Regions from separate parts of the Mus musculus genome. Here all the other regions are linked to region 3. A link is a contact called in public HiChIP or PLAC-seq and promoter capture Hi-C data. All regions are on one chromosome and are shown on one strand. The core of a region is the stretch at or near the end of the contact, and the rest is flanking DNA. Distances in the headings are between cores, read along the strand shown.

Region 1 (2,744 bases), core at 25-2,524, 880 kb before region 3:
CTCTTTCCAGCCCCATGAATGGACTTTTAAAAGTAAACAGAACACATTAAAGTGCTTGTCTTTCCTTTTGTAATTTAAAATAGTTATTTTATATAATCCATAGTTAAGAATTACAAATTCTGAGGTCTAGCTGTGAATTACAATCTGCTTTCTTGTCAAGGTAGGTCTTTTTCATAGATCATGGCTAGAATTTCAGTGGACCTCTAAGCTGGGGTTTAAACTGCACTTCTAAAGTCAGAACATTTAGAGTATGCACTAAATAGCTCACTGCTCCTACCCCCAACTACCTCTCCTCTTCTATTCAATGAAGCACTTTTGTTGTGTTATTTATGAAAAGTAAATGGTACCTTGCATTTCCCAGTGTTTGTGAATAAAGCCATAAAGATAGTGAGAGAATTGCCCATGCAAGCTTACCTCTCTCCAAGCACTTGCCCTCTTGGAATATGTGAGTCTCTCTGGGTTCGATCCTAGTACCATCAAACAAGAACAAAAGCCGCTGCCTTGTAGTATTTATTAACTATGCTACTCAGAAGGCTAAGGAGGGGGTGTTTCTGGAATGCAAGCGTTTGAGTCCAACTTCGGCAGCAGTGAGTTCCAGGATAGAAAGAATGAAGAGTATAAAGAAGTTGTAAATGGAGGTTTGACATACATGGAATTTTGAAGATGTGATTAGAACTTTGAAAAGATAAAATTTAAATATTATATTCTTGTCTTGATTTCCAACTTTATATTTAATGAGAAATCTGCTTTAAAAGGCTGGCGCTGTAGCTCAATGATAGATACTTGCCTAGTATGCTCAAGATCCCAAGATTAAAGTTAAGCTGAACGGCTAGTAATACAGTAGTGGGGCTCTTGCCCAGCATGCAGAGGCCCTGGGTTTGATTCCTAAAACTGATCAAAACAGTTACAAAGCTATGGCCAGTGAGATGGCTCAATGGGTAAAATCACTTGTTGGTAAGCCTGATAACATAACTTTGATCTCCAGAACCCATGTGTGATAATTTAAAGGAGAAATGTCCCCCATAGTCCCTGACATTTGAGTACTTGTTCTAAGTTGGTAATGCAGTTTGGGGAAGATTAAGAGGTGTGGTCTTGTTGGAGAAAGTGTCTCACTAAAGGCAGGCTTTGAGAGTTAAAAGGCCAGATGCCATTCCTGGGTCACTCTTTCTGCATTGTGACTGTGGTTTAAGATGTGAGCTCTGAGCTTGCTGCTCTAGTCATCATGCCTGCCTATTGCCACACTTCCCTGCTAGCAAGTTAACGAACTCTCATCTTTCTGAAACTGTAAGCAAATAACCCCTTCCTCCTGTGGGTTGCTGTGGTTGTGGTGTTTCCTTACAGCTATAGGAAATTAACTAATGTAGCATGTGATGGTGGAAAGAGAGGACTTGCTCCACAGATTTCTCCCTTACTGCCACATGTGTACTGTGGCATCTATGTGCCCTCACTCATATACAAATAATAAATGAAAGCAGAGAAAACGGTAAGCAGGCAGGGGACCACAGGACCATAATGAGCTCACCACTTTATATGTTGACTTAAAAATGAAAGCATTTTTGTAATATGTCTTCTTAACCTTTCAAGGTGTGGCTTCCTAACTTTCTAGTGGTTTTATTAGGAATGAATCAGAATGTAGATTTTTTAGGACACTTGCTAATTACTTTGAAAGAACCTGGAATGTAAAGTGAAACAGTCCACTGTACAAATGTCTTGATGCTGAATTAATAGGACTATATGCTGTGTGGTGTTTCTTATCTTTTTGCTTCTCAACCTTCCAGTGCTGCACCCTTTCATACAGTTCCTCATGGTGTGCTGACCCCAACCGTCACATTATTTTCATTGCTACTTCAGAACTATAATTTTGCTACTGCCATGAATTGTAAATAGTTTTGAAGACTGAGGATTGCCAAAGGAGTTGTGACCCACAGGTTGAGAACTGCTGTCCTTGCACGTATGCATTTTGGTTATATAATACCTTTGGCTTTGTACCTGGTTTAAGCATTTAAATTTATATATATTGGCTTTACAGTAATTCACATAAAAATCCTTTGGCTTGAAACTTCATGGTGATCTCTCTTCTTTCTGCCTTCCACTGACTCCATTACTGTTCATGTCCAGATGAAGTTGTTTTCTGTATCTGTCACTTTACATCTCTTCTTAATATCCATTGAGATTCTTACAGTGTTTGGAGTGCAGTTCCTATTCCTGCTTAGTCTTTAACAGTGCTCTTCAGACTCATCACTCACTGGCATAAGAGCCATGCTGACTTCCTGCTGACTGACAAGGAAGTCCACGCTTAACTCTGATATCTATCTATAACTCCTATCATCTCCCTCTATCTGAGAAGCAAATGCTTATCTTCTATTCTTCAGAGTAACTTCTTGTCACTAAGCATTGTTCATTTCAACTTTCATTTATAAAATAATTTATTTTTATTTCATGTGCATTGGCATTTTGCCTGCATGTATGTCTGTGTGAGGTGTCAGAAGCTCTGGCACTGGAGTTACAGACAGGTGTGAGCTGCCATGTGGGTGCCGAGAATTGAACCTGGGTCCTCTGACAGAGCAGTCAGAACCTCAAACTCATACCTTCTGTTTCCACTTCTCAAATACTAGGAATCCATGGGTTGCTGCTGTTCCTGGCCAGTGCCTGTGATCCTTGCTGTAATGGAGGCACATGGTCTGAATGACAAGAAGGTTAAGTAAGACGTGGAGGATTGGCAGTCATAGACAGTGCTTTCAGAA
Region 2 (2,700 bases), core at 96-2,595, 760 kb before region 3:
ACCAAACTAGAGTGGAAGTGAGAGACCAGGGAGGGAGGACAGAAGACGTGTGTGCCAGGTGTGGCTTTAATACTTCTAGCAAGAACCCTTCTCTGTGGAAAAACAGCCTCCAGCCTCCATCTGCACTGGCAGAAGGTGAGCATCTGGCTGTTCCTGGAGGACGGTCTGTTGAGTAAGTCAGTGGAGATGGCAGTCAGCACACTGATGGGACAGTGCAGAGGTCTTGGGGTGTGACAGTAATAGAGGCAACCTTACTCGGTTGCCACTCAGTGGTGTAAACCCAAGTGCAGAATTCAGTTACCACAGAAGCTCAGAGACAGGTGTGTAGTTCTCTATGAGACTGTAGTCGAAACTCTATGAGGAAAACATTTTCATGGTACATAAACGCGGAGAGACGGCTGCAAAAGAGCCTTCTCTCATCAGATAGTCCGGCCGCCACCACGGACTTCTCGCTTTATCTCTTGTTGTTAATTCCTGAAACGTTTAAAAACAGACTTCAGACATTGTAGTTCATCGTCAAATATTTTCACACACACTCTTTTAAAAAACATTTTATTTTAAAAGTATACATATATGTGTGTATTTCTTGGTATGTGTGTGCATGTGAACACATACAGGCACCCAGGAAGGCTAGAAGGTGTCAGGTCTCCTGGATCAGGAGTTACAAGTGGTTACGGGACACTTAATGCGTATTTTGGAACCCAAAATCTGGTCCTCTGGGAGAGCAGCACATGCTTAAACCACTGAGTCACCTCCAACCCTGCACATATGCCTTTCAAAAGCCTTTGTCTTGCACAATCCTAATAGCGTTATCATACACACACAACTTAATGATCTCAAAATATTTTTAATATACTGTCCCAATTTTAAATTTCCTGATCATCTCAAAATATCTCCTCACAGTTGGTTTAAATTAGGATCCAAAAAAGGTTTCCATATTGCACGTGTCTGCTTTGTCTCTGGCTCCTTGAGCAATCAGATTGCAGTATTAACCAAGAGGCTGCCTTCACACTCCCATCATCACCCTATCCTAAGCTTCAGCTACAGTCTCCAAGCCCCTCCCAGGCCCCTCCCAGTAATCCACAAAGTCAGACCCAGAACAGCCAGGGCCCGGGCAGCGAGCTTTGGCATGAAACTCAAACCTCCTGGATTTTCAAGGTCCAGGCAAGAAACCATGAAATCTGGGAAATAAAAACAAAACAAAACAAAACAAAACTTGGGAAGTTGGTTCTGTTCCTGGACTTCTACCAGGCCAGAGGAGGGGGCAGGGGCCGGGCACCGGAGAGCAAATGCACTCGGTAGGTGTAGACCCCCGTGGTTTCTCTGGAGGAAGCACAGTTTGTGGTTGGTGCTGCAGAGCTGGGAAGTCGTGTTCCTTAGAATTCCCTGCTGAGCGTGGTCCCTGAACAATGGGAAGGACCGTCCATCTGTTCTGGATTTGTTTCTCTTGGTAACAAATTTCCTGACAAAATCAACTTAGGGGAGAAAGGGTTTGTTTTTAGATCATAAGTCCAGGTTACAGTCCATCGTAGCAGGAAGTCAAGGTGAAAACACAGAGTCAAGATTGTGACCAGCGGGGCTGGAGAGATGGCTCAGCGGTTAAGAGCACTGACTGCTCTTCCGAAGGCCCTGAGTTCAAATCCCAGCAACCACATGGTGGTTCACAACCATCCGTAATGAGATCTGACTCCCTATTCTGGAGTATCTGAAGACAGCTACAGTGTAACTACAAATAAATAAATATTAAAAAAAAAAAAAGATTGTGACCAGCAGAGAGAAACAAAAGCAGGAATGTTTCTTGTTCGCTTAGCTTAGCTACTAGCTTCTAGTTACTTATTTTTCTGAAGATTTTTATTTTATTTTATTTTATTTTATTTTATTTTATTTTATGAGATAAGGTCTTGCTATATAGTCTTGGTTGGCTGGAAAATAGCCTCCCAGACAAAGCTAGCCTCTAATTCACAGAGATCTTGTATCAGCCCAGAAGAGGACCAGCCCTGTGTGTGACCTTCTCTGCAGCGGGACAGGTGTTCACAGGCATACTTTTCCATTTCCCTCTGAAAGTGGACCATGTGTTCAGCTTGTCATGGTCCCGACGTCCCCCCTCCTCCCATGTTGGAAATGACCATCTAAAGAGTTGCATTTCTGTAGAAGATACAGAACCTAAACTTTGTCCCCTTTACTGTATTCAGGCTGAAACATGCCCCTGGAGTCCCTGGCCCAGAACTAGCAATGCTAGTGAGCCCCTGCTCCCTGGGGGTGGAGGTGGGGGAATGGGAGGGGGAGAGAGAGAGAGAGAGAGAGAGAGAGAGAGAGACAGAGAGAGAGACAGAGACAGAGACAGAGAGAGAGAGAGAGAGAGAGAGAGAGCTTAGGGTGGACAGCTGAGTTCTTGGGCTCCTTTCCATAGCTGGGTAGGTCTCCGTCTTGTGTCTGTGTGGAAACTTGTTCCTGAGGATCAATCACATTAAGGGGGATGGTCCCCTTTAATGACCCACTTAGTCTTTGGCTCTGGTCCTCGCTTGATGGGCGTTGGTGGCAGCGACACCGGAAAGCTGTGCTCTTGGGAAGATATCCCGGGGGACCCTAAGATGCTGGCCGCAGGAAGGTGTGGGGATGCTGGGAATGTTCTGCTGGGCTGGCTTCCACGTGGAGCCTGCAGATCTTGGCAACTGGCGATCTGGCCTGCATCTGATGACT
Region 3 (2,700 bases), core at 37-2,536:
TAAACAAGCTAAATTCATGTTCATTTACAATCTCCCAAATCTCTCACTATTGTAGCAGAAATCTAAAACAAAGACTCTACAAATGATCAAAACCATAATTAAAATGCAGCCGTCACTTTTTTTTAAGATAAAAAAAGAATGAAATTTCAGAGTAGAGACAGGCCGATGACAAAGAAGTCTGGTCTTGAATCATTTGTTTATTTTTATCGTTAAATATTTTGGTAGGTTTGGATCCACTAAATGCTGGCAGTTGGTTTCATCTACAGTCAAGAAGACCAGAAGATTCGCTACAACCACTTTAGGGGTAAAACAGGAACTCACTTTAACAACCATCCGAACTCAGATGTCCTCAATCCATTCTGGAAGACGGTTCTCACACGCATTATTAATGAAGGCTGCTTATTGTGAAATCGCTGGAACGGGCCACCAAATGGTGTGCTTTCATTATTAACGAAACTAGCAAAAATAGTAATTATGTTCTCCATAAACAGTGCTTATGCAGGATCTCCAGGCGCATGAGAAACATACATTTTCAGCAACCCAACAATGACGTGCCATTGTTGTTTTTTTTCAGGCAGTTCCAATGTCATCTGGGCAGTTTAGAATTAAAGTTTTTCCCGAGATCTGTCACGCGCGGGGCGAGGCGTGGCTGCGGCCCGGGTCACCCAGTGCCCACCCTGGTGTAGATCCCCGCGCCTGCGACACCCGCGTGTGCTCCCACGGAAGGCGAGGGTGCTCGGGAAGGGCAGCCGCCGCAGGTTCCCCGGGATCGCCGCGAGCTGTGCCAGGCCGGACTCTTCCGGGCACCGAGTGCCCGGCTGGACCGGCCCGGACATGCCCAAGCCGTCCTCGGCCCAGCGGCAAGGGACTGAGGGCTCAGGGGCTGCGGTCTCGGGGTCTGCGGGCTCGGGGACCACGGGTCTCCAGGGCACCGGGGGCGAGCCAAGGACAGCCGCCCGCCGAGCCCCGGCCTCCCGCAGCCGCGCTGCCCCGGCCCCGCAGGCCCCGGTCCCGCCGGTCCTCCAGCGGAGCTCCCTCCCGCCTCTCCCGTCCCCCACAGCCCTTACCTGGCTCCCGGATCGGGCGCGAGCGGCGGCGGGGGTCGGGGACGGCGGCCCGCGCGGCTCCCACGCTTCCGCCGGAGTCAGGAGTTGAACATTCCGCCTCTCCGCGCGGCGCCAATGAGGAAGACGTCGCGGCAACAGCACCACCTACCTCCGAGCGTGGAACCGCCGGCCGGCCAGCCTCCGGGCACGCCCGGCTCGGTGCCCAGCAGGGAGGCCGGGGCTCGGGGTCGCGGAGAGCCCGGTTGCTGCCCCCCCCCCCTTACCCCCCGTGAGACTGAATGCACTTGGCTGGGAAGGGGACAGCAGGGAAGGCAATGTCAGGGTCGCGGGTGCCTCAGTGGGACCATCAACAGGTACTTTGGAGATTTTGAGGAGGAGTCAAGGCCTGCTGCTCTGGTTGGTGACTTTTAAGATGAAGTGCCCGCGATTTCCCATCGAGGAGACAGAGTCCATGACAAGTGTGAACAAAACGTGTCACCTGGCTTTGGGAAGAAAAGAAATTGATCGGGGAGGATGTAGATGGAGTGGAAAAAGAGGAGAGGTTGCAAAAGTAGGGAACACAGTTTCTGAATTAGAATTTCACGTGTACACACGTGGAGAGTTAAGGAAAGTTGAAATCGTGCAAAATGGATATTCGTATTTTAGTGCATGGCTTTATATTTGGAGCAGGAGGCTTACCAGCCTGAAGATGTTAAGCCATATTCTCTTTCCTCCCCATCCATTTTAGTAGTGGTTTAGAGAGTTGCTTAGGGATGGAAACAAGATAAGTGGTAGATATTGTCACTACCAGGTAACAGATAGAATCGTGAAGGCTAGAGTTAGAGGGTACAGTTTGGGATCGTTTTTAAAAAGAAAATTGGAATTGAGAGACATGTTTCAGAAAGAGGCCACAGAAATTTGTGACCCATTCGGTTGGGAAAGAAGAAAGCGGTGATGCCAAGATTTGAGACCTGGGTGACTGGAAGAACGATGGTGTCATTGACAGAAATAGAAATCTGTGGAGAGGAAACTGGCTTCCTGCTGAGTTTTGAAGTCAGGAGAGGAAAAACAGGCAGAGATGAAACAAGAAACGGAAATCAGAAAAGAAGCCCAAAGAGAAATAGAAATTTTGAAAACCGTTCATATATATTTAATATATGAATGGGAAAGGATGGGTAAATATACACTAATGAAAAAAGAAACCACTTTCTGGTCTGTGATTACAAAGACTGAGGATTTTGGATTAATAAATTGCATTTTGGTAACTGAGAAGGTTGATGAAAACTATCCAGCTAAAAAAAATTCTTTTGTAGGTGATCAAACAATTGTTTAAAAAAAAAAAAAAGCTGTCTATCTACTCAAAAAAAAAAAAAAAAAAAAGGGTGCTGGGCTCTTGAGCGCGAAATGAACATGAGACTGCAGTCACCTTAGCTTTAAAGACATCCGATTGTGTCCTGACTCTGGCTGAGGAATCAGAGAGCCTGACTTTGCTGTTGCTCCTCTCAGTTGTCACATGGGACACTTAACAGGCAGTCCTCAGTTTCCTGCTCACCAAAATCAGGTGTTAGCCACTGGTTCCAGCTTGCCAGTCACCAGCCATCCATACCTTGCTTTGTACTGGAAGCCTGCAGCTTCTGATATTTTTAGCTTATAC
Region 4 (2,700 bases), core at 49-2,548, 800 kb before region 3:
CATACGTATATTACATATGTGTATACCCAAACATTATTTCTTCACAGCACACATTCTGGAAAGATGGCTCTGAGGTCAGATCTTGGAGAAGACCCACGTTCAATTCTCAGCACCCACATCAGGCTGCTCATTCCAGCCTGTCCTCTAGCTCCTGGGAATCTGACACTCTCTTCTGATCTCCCTGGGCACCTGCATTCAGACACACACACACACACACACACACACACACACACACACAAAATTAATCAACATTTGTGCACTTTATCATAAATGTTATACCTCAGTTTTAAAAAGAAAACTGCATTGTTCAAACAGTTGGTAGAGCTATTATCCATCCATTATTATACATATTAGGTCTTCAGGAAATAGTCATGTGCTTTAATACTGTAAAGATGTTAGTTATGGTAAAGATCACAACAATATACAAGCTGCCTGTGAAAACTTGCCAGTACTTAAGCCAGCCACATTTCACAACTGAATTAACTGTATGTGTCATTTCAGAAGCTATGATAAAAGACTGCTTCCCATAGAAACGAAATTATTTTCTGGGGTCCAAAGAATTGAAATCTGGTCAGCTGTAATAAGATTCAATTGTAACGGCAAAAACAATTGGAAACAATTTAAAATATCTATCAATTTAGGAAAATGGCAAAGTGAATTATAATGCACCCATACAAAAGGGTGCCTTAAGCCATTAAAAAGAATAAAAGTACATCTATATGAGCTGGCATGGAGAAATTGCTCATTCATATTGCTTTGTGAGGGAAGTCACAGACCAATGTGTGGAGAAGGACCCCAGAGGAAACTTCAGTTAACTATGTGGTATGTGTCCTCCTGAATAGTAACCGTGAGTTTACATGTATGAATAATTCTACATATATTTTTGCATAAATGAGACCATCTCATACATATTATCAGGTGACTTTCTCACTGAAGGGCCCATTTGAAAGCAATGTATGTCTGAGGACATACCTGCATGTGTGTAAGCCAAGACCTGAAGAGAGAAAGGATGCAGCTGTCAGTGCAAAAATGTAGGTGCTTTACTAAAATAATATTAAAACCATAAATTAATAATATTGAAATTAAAAAAATGGCAGGAGCAACCAGGCAGACACACAACAGCAAATGCAGAGGCTCTGACAAGAGCCGGGTGCCCTGTGGAACAGCAGCTGCGGGTGGCTGGCTAGGGTGTACTGAGGAGGACCTCCACGTGATTCAGGACTTTGGATCTCACTCTGGCTTAAGTGGAAAGCCCTTAGTTTTCAAACAAGCCATGCATTGTGATGTAGATTTTAAAAGGTCGGCTGGCACACTGCCCCATCTGCTGTTATGCCTTGTGCTCCTAGCCCAGAGCGGGCTGGTCGTGGTGCAGAAGAGAGACAGGAAGGAGGAGGGAGCAGGAAGCCGGCTGCCAAAGGCCAGAACTGCAGCTGACTATCCAAAAGAAGTAGTGGGGGCTGGTGTCTGTTTCTAACAGCCACTTTGGCTCTGATTATTTTGGATTTTGAGACATGATCTCACTGTGTAGCCCGGCCTGGCTTGAAACTCACTCTAAGGACCAGGCTAGCTTCAAACTTGGGAATCCTCCTGTCTTTGACAACCACAGGTGCAGGAATTACAGGTGTATTCCACCATACCTGGCTACTAGCCACATTTTTAAAGAAACAAAATTCATCTTTATAATGTCTCTTATTTAACCAAGGATGCCCAAGCTGTTATTTCAATGTGTGACCAACCTTAAAATCACTAATATGTTTTAGATGTTTTCCTTTCACACAATGTAAGCACCCCTAATCCAAAATGTTTTGAGCACTGATGTGAAAGGCATTTGGATTTGAACCATTTGGGATTTAAGGGTTAGATATGTTCAATCAAGTGAGGTCTATGCAAATATTCCGAACTCTGAGAAACTCTGTAATCTGAAACACCTGTGGTCCTAAGTATTTCCGATAAGGGCTACTGTGCTAAGCCCTTCAAATCCCACCCCACACTGCACACCATGCTGGGTGCATTCCCAGTGCTCAGTAGCTCCGTCATATGAGACTGTAAGGCCAGGGCTTTACCTTCCCTCCAAAGGACTTTAACTTGCGCCCTCAGCCACATTTGACCTCCACATCTCATCAGAAATACATTCCCCAGACTGGCTGTTTCCTTTTAAGACTTACAGTAAAGCTTATGGTTCGTGGCAGTATGGTATTGATGCAGGAAAGACTTACAATCAAACCCAGACACAGATCCACCTGAGCTAGTTACTTTTTCTGGTTGCCTTGACAGCTCAAGAAAGGGTTTAGGGCTGAAGAGTTGACTCAGCAGTTAAGAGCACTGGCTGTTCTTCCAGAGGACCCTTGTTCAATTTCCAGCACCCACATGTCAGCTCACAACCAACCATTACTCCAGTTCCAAGGGATACAACGCCCTCTTCCGGCCCCTGAAGTCCTTAGGCATACAAGTAGTACACAGACATATACACCCTGGCAAAAACCCGTACACATAAAATACAATAAGATATTTTTGTCCATTTGTTTTGTTTTTTGGGATAGGGTTTCTCCGTTTTTCCCTGGCTGTCCTAGAGCTCACTGTATAGACCAGGCTGGCCTTACATTCAGAGATCTGCTTGCCTCTGCCTCACAAGTGCTGAGATTAAAGGCGTGCACCACCGCTGCCCCCAGCAGAGGAGATGTTGTTTTGAAGGAAAGATTT
Region 5 (2,700 bases), core at 160-2,659, 740 kb before region 3:
CTCACTTTAATAAGTGTACTTCACAGGTTTATATTATTCAAATATTTAAGTGTACTTAAGTGCCTTAGCCTCCTTCCTAGCCCACCAGTGGCAGTGAAACGGAAAAGTTAATAGGGCAAAGGAGGAGGTGGACCTGTTTAGTTCTTTGGAGCGAATCCCATCTGAGTTGTCAGGATATCAGCAGTTCACTTCACAGGAATTAGCAGTAGTAGCTCAATCTACTCACAAACATTGTTCACAAATTAGAGATGGCAGTTCCATCTAGAAGAAACTGCAAGGCTCTGCCAACAGCCATGGGGGCTACAAGAACATACCAGGATACCACTAGAAGTTCTTTGGTGCATTTCTGTCTATGAAGTCATGACAAATGATAGCAAGAAAAGAATGGCAAATGGAGAAGCTAGAGAAAGCACCCAAGGAGCTGAAGGTATCTGCAACCCTATAGGTGGAACAACAATATGAACTAACCAGTACCCCCAGAGCTCGTGTCTCTAGCTGCATATGTAGCAGAAGATGACCTAGTCGGCCATCATTGGGAAGAGAGGCCCCTTGGTATTGCAAACTTTATACGCCCCAGTACAGGGAAACGCCAGGGCCAAGAAGTGGGAGTGGGTGGGTAAGGAAGCAGGGTGGGGAAAGGGTATAGGGAACTTTCAGGATAGCATTTGAAATGTAAATAAAGAAAATATCTAATAAAAAAAGAATAAAAAAATCAAAGAAAGAAAGAAAGAGAGAGAAAGAAAGAAAAGAAAGAAAGAGAGAAAGAAAGAAAGAAGGAAGGAAGGAAGGAAGGAAGGAAGGAAAGGAAGGAAGGAAGGAAGGAAGAGAGAGAGAGAGAGAGAGAGAGAAAGAAAGAAAGAAAGAAAGAAAGAAAGAAAGAAAGAAAGAAAGAAAGAAAGAAAGAAGAAAGTAGGAAGGAAAGAAAGAAAGAAAGAAAGAAAGGCAAGGCAAACCAATACTACACAGCATAGTCTACTGTTGGGTTAAATCTATACCCTTTCCAAACATCACATGCTCTCTCAAGCGTCCACTCTAGCAAAACACTGAAGCCAAGGGACTGCTTAGGGGTGACTCCAGTCATCCAGATGAGGGATGTTGGTAATTGACAATGGCAAGTAGCAGTGGAGAAGTGGTTCAATTCTGGGTATATTTTGAGAATAGAACTGATTTTTTACAGGTTGGATGTCCAACACTAGAAAAAAAAATCCTGAGATAGACTCTAATCAGGGTAAGTCTAATAACACTCGCTTGGAATGTAGAGTAGAGACAGTACCTAGTGATGAAGCCTGTGGCTTGAAGGTTTCTGGCAAACACATAAAGCCTGTGATCGAGGCAGCAGGAGGGTGGGGTCAAGGCAGTGTTTAGCAGAGTGGAGTGGCTGAAAGAAGCTGATCAAGAGAAGAGTGCTGAGTCACAGGCTCCGCCCCAGGGCTGGGCTACCTCTACGTTTTTAATTACAGGAACCAGTCAGTGCCCTTGGTTTGGTTTTTCTGTGGTTTGTATCCAGTGCACTGTTTACTGTGTCTGTGAGTGGTTCAAATGAGAAGCCTCTAAGTTGCATTGCGTCCCTAAATTCCGCCTTAAAGACTTTATTAGAGTAATTGTTGGGCCCCAGCACATTAAACAGGGAAGCACAGAGCTTTACTGTGTGCTCCCACCCAGACAGAACCTCCTCCACTGTCAAAACCCTTCCCTGGTGATGTTTATCACAACTAAGGAAGCTGCATTGATGGGTCATGGGCACCCTAAGTTTACATGAGGACCCAGTCTTGACACTGTGCACTCTGAGGATTTGACAATAAATACAAACCCATTATCACAGCCTTGTAAAAATCATTTTCACTGCCTCCAAAGTGTGTTCTGCATCATTCATCTCTTACTTACGCAGTAGGAATTATCTATCTATCTATCTATCTATCTATCTATCTATCTATCTATCTATCTATCTATCTACCTACCTACCTACCTACCTATCTATCTATCTATCTATCTATCTATCTATCTATCTATCTATCCATCCATCCATCCATCCACCTATCTATAACTATTTCGTAGTTTGTCCTTTTCCAGAACATCATACAGTTGGACTCATACACAATGTAGGCTTTTCAAATTCACCTCTTTCACTTGCTAACACGCAGGTAAGGCTCCTACTGAATGAAGTACAAAACATCACAGTTGGCTTCCAGTTTAGACAATTATAACTAAGACCACTGTCAATATGCGTGAAGGTTCAGTATGGACCCAGATTTTCAGATCCTTTGGGTATACATGAAAATAAACTGGTAGGGTGTGTGGGAAAATGTTTGCTCTTGCCTTCCAAGGTGTTTGTGTCATTTTGTATTCCCTACAAGCAAGGAATGAGCCCTCCAGCTATTCCTCTCTCATTTGATGTTCTGGATTTGCCTGTTTGAATAAATGTGTGGATATCTTTGTTTTCTCCTCCATTCCTTCTCATTGGCTCTGTTTGTTTTATTGACAGGGTCTCAATATTTAGTTCTGGCTGTCCTAGAACTCACTCTGTGGACCAGGCTGACCTTGAACTCAGAGATCTGCCTGCCTCTGCCTCCTGAGTACTGGGATTAAAAGCATAGTCACTACACTCTGCTGTCTACTGTCTATCTTTGCATTTTGCTCTTGGCATTTGTGGGACAGCTTTTCTTATGGTTATTTGTCATCTATATTTTGTCTTTAGTAGAT

The links. Promoter capture Hi-C pulls out the DNA fragments that hold promoters and counts their contacts. HiChIP or PLAC-seq counts read pairs in DNA pulled down with a chosen protein or histone mark.
Region 1: an H3K4me3 HiChIP or PLAC-seq map of bone marrow-derived macrophages shows a contact between it and region 3, with 5 times the contacts expected there. The contact joins the enhancer-like site here to the promoter of Map3k20 in region 3. A contact is called at or near these places in 1 of 39 promoter capture datasets (embryonic stem cells) and 8 of 115 datasets of contacts at active chromatin or transcription factors (the 230-238 cell line, bone marrow-derived macrophages, embryonic basal ganglia and 5 more).
Region 2: a promoter capture Hi-C map of embryonic stem cells shows a contact between it and region 3, with 3 times the contacts expected there. The contact joins the enhancer-like site here to the promoter of Map3k20 in region 3. A contact is called at or near these places in 1 of 39 promoter capture datasets (embryonic stem cells) and 7 of 115 datasets of contacts at active chromatin or transcription factors (the 230-238 cell line, bone marrow-derived macrophages, craniofacial prominence and 4 more).
Region 4: a contact with region 3 is called in an H3K4me3 HiChIP or PLAC-seq map of stem cell-derived neural progenitor cells, with 2.5 times the contacts expected there. The contact joins the enhancer-like site here to the promoter of Map3k20 in region 3. A contact is called at or near these places in 2 of 39 promoter capture datasets (embryonic stem cells and hippocampal neurons), 11 of 115 datasets of contacts at active chromatin or transcription factors (embryonic basal ganglia, embryonic limb bud, embryonic stem cells and 4 more) and 2 of 9 other capture datasets (adipose tissue and embryonic stem cells).
Region 5: a contact with region 3 is called in an H3K27ac HiChIP or PLAC-seq map of the NIH/3T3 cell line, with 4 times the contacts expected there. The contact joins the enhancer-like site here to the promoter of Map3k20 in region 3. A contact is called at or near these places in 1 of 484 Hi-C or Micro-C datasets (pancreatic cancer cells) and 7 of 115 datasets of contacts at active chromatin or transcription factors (the 230-238 cell line, the NIH/3T3 cell line, craniofacial prominence and 4 more).

The regions. Positions count from the first base shown.
Region 1 is chr2:73,159,526-73,162,269 of GRCm38.p6, reverse strand. The region is part of intron 4 of Ola1 (Obg-like ATPase 1); the gene reads left to right. Among named protein-coding and RNA genes, the nearest start is that of Ola1, 54 kb to the left of the region's middle. Within about 2 kb of position 1,274, at least 77 of the 459 cell types and tissues checked have an H3K27ac peak or open chromatin away from gene starts, as enhancers often do. A contact at or near this core is called in the 230-238 cell line, bone marrow-derived macrophages and pro-B cells, where this site is marked.
Region 2 is chr2:73,047,551-73,050,250 of GRCm38.p6, reverse strand. No RefSeq gene overlaps it. Among named protein-coding and RNA genes, the nearest start is that of Gm39850, 40 kb to the right of the region's middle. Within about 2 kb of position 1,345, at least 114 of the 459 cell types and tissues checked have an H3K27ac peak or open chromatin away from gene starts, as enhancers often do. A contact at or near this core is called in bone marrow-derived macrophages, craniofacial prominence and embryonic stem cells, where this site is marked.
Region 3 is chr2:72,284,223-72,286,922 of GRCm38.p6, reverse strand. It overlaps Map3k20 (mitogen-activated protein kinase kinase kinase 20), which reads right to left and starts at 1,286. Exons shown (of 20, transcript NM_023057.5): 1 at 1,068-1,286.
Region 4 is chr2:73,084,694-73,087,393 of GRCm38.p6, reverse strand. No RefSeq gene overlaps it. Among named protein-coding and RNA genes, the nearest start is that of Gm39850, 77 kb to the right of the region's middle. Within about 2 kb of position 1,298, at least 48 of the 459 cell types and tissues checked have an H3K27ac peak or open chromatin away from gene starts, as enhancers often do. A contact at or near this core is called in embryonic basal ganglia, epiblast stem cells and stem cell-derived neural progenitor cells, where this site is marked.
Region 5 is chr2:73,022,685-73,025,384 of GRCm38.p6, reverse strand. No RefSeq gene overlaps it. Among named protein-coding and RNA genes, the nearest start is that of Gm39850, 15 kb to the right of the region's middle. Within about 2 kb of position 1,409, at least 114 of the 459 cell types and tissues checked have an H3K27ac peak or open chromatin away from gene starts, as enhancers often do. A contact at or near this core is called in the NIH/3T3 cell line, embryonic stem cells, extraembryonic endoderm stem cells and 1 more, where this site is marked.